Regions from separate parts of the Macaca mulatta genome. Here region 2 is linked to region 1. A link is a contact called in public Hi-C data. All regions are on one chromosome and are shown on one strand. Each heading gives the region's core, a stretch centred on a gene start, on an enhancer-like site or on the middle of the called end of the contact. The rest is flanking DNA. Distances are from core to core; before and after follow the strand shown. Region 1 holds the start of PLGRKT (plasminogen receptor with a C-terminal lysine). Region 2 holds the start of CDC37L1 (cell division cycle 37 like 1, HSP90 cochaperone).

Region 1 (2,700 bases), core at 134-2,633:
CTTTAAAGTGCTCCTGTTTGTAAGGGGTTAGGATCTCCCCTGAAAAGAGAGAGAGTCCTCATGTCAATCATCTGGGAAAGAAACACTGTCTAGGAAGTTAGTATTTAGACTTACCACTTTCTGGGCCTTGCTCTCTTGGGTCTGGACTTGTAGTCAGGGTCAGGACGCTCCCAGGTAGAAGGGTTAAAGGTGGAAGCCAAGCAGGAAGAAGAGCTTCCTTATGGGAACCACACCTGAGAATAAATGCACCACACCTTGTAAATTTCACCCTGGAGTTCAGAATTTTCAACATCCTCTCCTTTCCCAACTTCCCCATTCCTGACAAAGTCATTTCCCAAAGTCTGGGAATATTCCCTAGGGTGTCCAGAACACTTTCAGCTATCTCCTTTTGCTCACAAAATATATATCAGAAAATAAGCAAAAGTTGACCTTGCAATACAGATAACTTTGATTTCACTCACTTGTATAAGGCAAGTCTTTTAAAAACTAACACTTTTTACCATGGGTAAAAAATGTCTTGCTACTTATACAATTTTAAATATCACTGTGTCTCAGAGAGATGTTTTGCAGAGAATGCCGATTTCAATCCCTCTGCCTTCATTTTCCCTCTGATTCCTACTCACATCTTGGAAGGGGTCTTTAATGCTTCAGCCCTGCCTCTCAGGTGAACTATAGATTACTATGAGAAGGTGTATTTTGGGGGAGAAGTGGGGGCTGCAAGTTCCAGACAGCCTTTCTTCCAGTCACCCGTGAGTACCTTTATTTGATTTTACTTGGGAGGACAAAAAGATTAACTGCATGAATTCTGTCATCGGGATTACTGCGCTGACTTATTTCCTGATCAGATGACACGTTGCCTGAATGTGTGACTGATCGTCTCACCACAATCATTTTCAATAAATATTTGCATTCCATTCAAACTAAGCCACATCCCCCTGCAAATTCCAGCCCAGAGCCCACAGCTTCCGGAGGTTTTCTGTAATTAACACCGCCCTCGCTCCCTGAGGCCAATTACTGTAATTTAGGTATTCCCCGCAATGGTGTGCTGATTTCTGTTGACACCACTCTGCCTGTTTTTCTCAACTCTATTTTAAAGCTACGGAGAGATCCGGAGTCCACGCCAGGCGACAAGAACGCGCCCTAATGGAACGAGGTTGGCAATACCTATCAGCACCAGGGGCAGTGCGAGAGCCAAGGGCAGGCGCTCACGAGGAAAGGGCGCCCAGCGCGGCCTGGCAAGCTCGGAGCCCAGGAGATCGCGCTGACTGACATGGCCGGACTGACCCTTCTCCCCACCCGCCTGCGGCGGTGTTCACTCACTGGGCGGCGCTGGTTCCGGGACCAGGCAACCGGTGCAGAGGCCTCCAGGCCCGGGCTCCTTTAGCCCGCGGCAGGGAGCGGGCCTCGCTCCGCCCAGCGTCGGGATTGGCGCGGAGCCACAGTAGATGACGCGCCTCAGCCAAATTCGCGCAGCCCTCGGCTTCTTTAAAGGGCCAGCACGTCCGCCAGAAGCAGGGTGTGTCCTTCCGGGCCAGGCTCAGTGTTACCGGAGGTGGGAGGGGAAGGTCAAAAGAGGCAAATTCAAAACCGCGGCGACTCAGCTGCCAGATTTTTGAGATAAGGCAGAGGAAGCGGAATGGAATTCTCAATTAAAGGCCTCTGTCCCCTCATCTGTTAAACTGCCACTCTTAAAGAGGCATAAAGATTAGACAGAAACGAAAAAGAACAGAATTGACCGAAATTACCCATTCTCTTTTGAACAGAGCCGTCTTTCTCCCCTGCTGCTCTGAGAGATGTCAATCTTGTCTCAGCCTCACCAGCAATTTCCATCTTGAATAAGCCAAGTCTCCCAGCCTGAGAGAATACTTGAATCATTGGCACTCTGTTCTTTGCTACCAAATGGCTTGGAAAAATAGCATGAACGTCACCAGTCTCTGGCCTTCAGGAAAGTCCCCGCTGACCACCAGAGCGGTGGGAAGGCGTCTAACTTCCTCCAGGCTCAGCGTGTGAGTGAACACCGCCCTGACCTCCTGGGCGCGTCTTGCTGCTCTCAACAGCAGCCCTCAGGATTCTGGAGCCTGGGTCCCACATTCCGGATACCATTTGTTGAATGGCTGGATGGGGAAATTACAACAGCACCCTCATTTCCAGTCGTGGGAATGGGCGGGTTACCAGGAGGTTTGACACTCTTTAAGGGGGATTAACAACTGATGCAAGAAGTAGGGAATCGTGTTTGAGTGCACAGACTAACATAAACACACTTACCTTCAATTTCTAGCTCTGCCACTGTCACTCTGTGACTTTATTACCTCTGCAATAGGACTAAAGCCATCTAATTTATTGGATTGTGAGGACTAAAGATAATATATGTAGGCACTTAGCACAGTGTCTGGCACATAGTTCGCCTTCAATAAACAGTAGTAACCAGTAACAGCGGGGAGCTGTTACTAACTCTAGGGCTGAGGGGAAGGGGGAAGGAAGCAGTTACTGAAATCAGGCGAGAGTGGTAGCTGTGGCTGTAGGAGAGAGTAACCAACTGGAACTGTGTTGTTCAGTAAGGGAAAGCCAGCAATGCCAACTTTTCACCAAGTAAGGTGAGATTCTATAGTTGTAGCCAATGCTGACACGTCACCCAAAGCAGGGACAGAGTGGAGAAGACCCATCTCTCTGTTCTCACAGCTCTGATATCCAGCTGGGGTC
Region 2 (2,700 bases), core at 6-2,505, 810 kb before region 1:
GCAAATACCATCTCTCTCTCTTGCCCTCTCTCTGTATACGTACACATATGTTTAATTCTGCAAGTTGCTTTAAAACTCAATACCTTTTGGAGGTATTTATGTATCAGCATATTTAGATACAATTTACTTTTTTAAAAACGGGTAATATCCCATTGTATTAATATTCCGTAATTTAAGTTCCTCTATAGATGGACAATCAGAATACTTTTTTTTTTTCTTGCCACACACACACAAAAATTGCTGCCAAAAATCTTTGTAGATAAATCCTTGGATATTGGCGCAAAAATAATTGTTGCATACTTCCTTAGTGGTGAAATTGCTGAATCAATCCGCTCAAGCCTCTCATATTGTCAAATTACTCCTCCTAAAAGGTTACACTAATGACATTCTTACATCATTTGCTTACGTCTTGGTACACATTTGGTATTAAGCGACTTCATAAGTTTGCCAATCTAAATACATGGAAAAAAATGGCGTCATGTTGTTTTTATTTGGGTCTCTTTATGAGTAGGGCAGCAAGACCTGATTGTTAAACGTGCAAGTTCTGAAGTTAAACTCCCTGGGGCTGGATGCTACCTCTTCCTTGTAAAATGTGTGGTCTCAGGCTTGTTAGGTCTATTGCCTCGTCTCCAAAAAAGGGGATAAAGAGGGCACACATCTTTAGGCTTAAACAAGATACGTAGGAATACAGGAAGCCCTTCTTATACGTTCGCTACTAGCGGTACTGATCCTAATTTTTTTGAAGCCGTGCTCGCTCTGGTACTTTATTTTTGGTGTACTCCTCCAACCAACCAACCACAGAATTCTGTTGTTGCCTGTAATTAGAAATGAGAGGAAAACTGGCTCCGCTTGCTCAAAATTCTCCTCCCTCCGCCCCAACTCTGCCTTAGAATCACTGGTTTAAATGTCAACGTAAAGGAACGAGTTGCAATTTCCAAGGAACATGCAAAGTGGACACCTGGGCTGCGTACCTCCAGGCGGCCAGGACCCGCCGTTTTCGGTATAGGGAACACCAGATAGCAATACCTAACGCTACCTAACAAACATTTCTCCACCCACAGCGCCATTAGCCGTTAAGTTTGCAGTGCCGAAAAGCTCAAAGAGAATGGTGCTTAAAACAGGAATACAATTGTAGATCCACCCCCTACACGCAAAGAGCCCGGGACGCGCCTTCACAGCCCCGCCCCAACCGGAAGTGACGCACCGTGCCGACTATTTCTTCCGCCGTCCGCCGGTGGCGAGGCCCAGGCTATCGCGGGGTGTGCAGCGGCATCGCGGCCAGTAGAGGGATTCTGGGTAACGGCCCTGGCCCCCGGCTGGGCTTCTGGCTCGGCGCAGCAGGTTCCACTCACGCCAAGTCTGTTGGCAGTGGCAGTTGTAGGGCCGGGGGCGGTTGTAGGACCCGGAGCAGCCGGACATGGAGCAACCGTGGCCGCCTCCGGGACCCTGGAGCCTCCCTCGGGCCGAGGGTGAGGCTGAGGAAGAGAGTGACTTGGACGTGTTCCCCAGTTCTCCCCGCTGCCCGCAGCTGCCGGGCGGCGGCGCCCAGGTGAGAGGGGGCCTGCGTTCTGCCGAGGGATGGAGTGGTGCTGTCCCCAAACCCCTGGAATGCCGCGTCTCCCAGACCCTCTTCTAAGCCTTTTTCTGCGCCCACCTCACTGCCGGGGCCCGGGGATCTGATGCCTGATACCATCCCACCCCTTTTATAGCATTTTCGGATGGAGACGGGGTGGCCATGTATTACCAACCTCCACCTCCACGCACACCTTTTCTTTCACCTTGGCTGATTGCTGTTCACCCTTGGAAGACGTTCCTCCATCTCCCCTTCCTGACAGCACCCAGATTTGGGGCGGCTCATGGTGTAACATTGACCCTTTGTCCTCTTGTGAGAGGTTTTCCCGGAGCACTTTATTCTGTTAAAGGCTCTAGCATACTTGTGCACAGTTGATAGGAACAGTGAATGATTGTAGTTCAACGTCACACCGAGTCCTCACAAAGATTTCACATGCGATTTCAACCCATGTTGACAACTGAGTAAATTCTTCAAACCTCGCTTTTGACGCTGGCGTACACCTCTCCCATTCGCGTGACCATCTTTGCCTTACTGTTTAGTTTTGCTTCACGTCATTCTCCAGTGAAAATATATACGCATATACTTGCCTTTTCCTTCAGACTTCTCTTAGGTTCCTGGTATTTACTTGTGTTTTCAATCCAGCTTTCCTGCCTTCCTGCCATTGAAACGTATCCAAATGTGATATACTACTAAGGATTTTTCAGGGACCTATCTTAGGGGATACTTACATACTCGCATCACCTTTTCCTGTTTTTTTTCTCCTCCGAATCCCTGTGTGTTTTGGAAGTATATTTCAGGATCACAGTCTAAACACTAATATATTCAATGGATCATAGGTGTCTGTCGCCTCCTTGCAAAATGGGGTTCCCAAGAGTGTAACAGATTTAATAGTAGTTTTCCTCTCAACTTATTTTGCTAGATGTTAATGAGGATGAGTTAAATTGTTTGCCAGTAAGCGTGAGATTATCAGTCTTATGCCCAGCTAACAGAGTTAGTTGGCTTCACACAGAGAAAAATGCTGTTTCATAACCACTGTCTGTACTTTGGCCAGCTAGTCACTGGGGAACTATAAGACATTTTTTAGGAGGATAGAATGAGAGTTGATGGGTCCATCATTAGTCACCCAC

The links. Hi-C and Micro-C count contacts between places; a contact is called where the count stands out from the background.
Region 2: a contact with region 1 is called in a Hi-C map of fetal cortical plate, with 3 times the contacts expected there. The contact joins the promoter of CDC37L1 here to the promoter of PLGRKT in region 1. A contact is called at or near these places in 2 of 14 Hi-C or Micro-C datasets (fetal cortex germinal zone and fetal cortical plate).

The regions. Positions count from the first base shown.
Region 1 is chr15:93,924,858-93,927,557 of T2T-MMU8v2.0, reverse strand. PLGRKT (plasminogen receptor with a C-terminal lysine) reads right to left here and starts at 1,383. Exons shown (of 6, transcript NM_001257744.1): 1 at 1,321-1,383; 2 at 115-233. It overlaps LOC114672798 (a long non-coding RNA gene), which reads left to right and starts at 961. Exons shown (of 2, transcript XR_003723287.2): 1 at 961-1,153; 2 at 1,764-2,700.
Region 2 is chr15:94,736,204-94,738,903 of T2T-MMU8v2.0, reverse strand. CDC37L1 (cell division cycle 37 like 1, HSP90 cochaperone) reads left to right here and starts at 1,255. Exons shown (of 7, transcript NM_001257827.1): 1 at 1,255-1,549. The coding sequence starts at 1,418. LOC144334706 (a long non-coding RNA gene) reads right to left here and starts at 1,174. Exons shown (of 2, transcript XR_013404856.1): 1 at 972-1,174.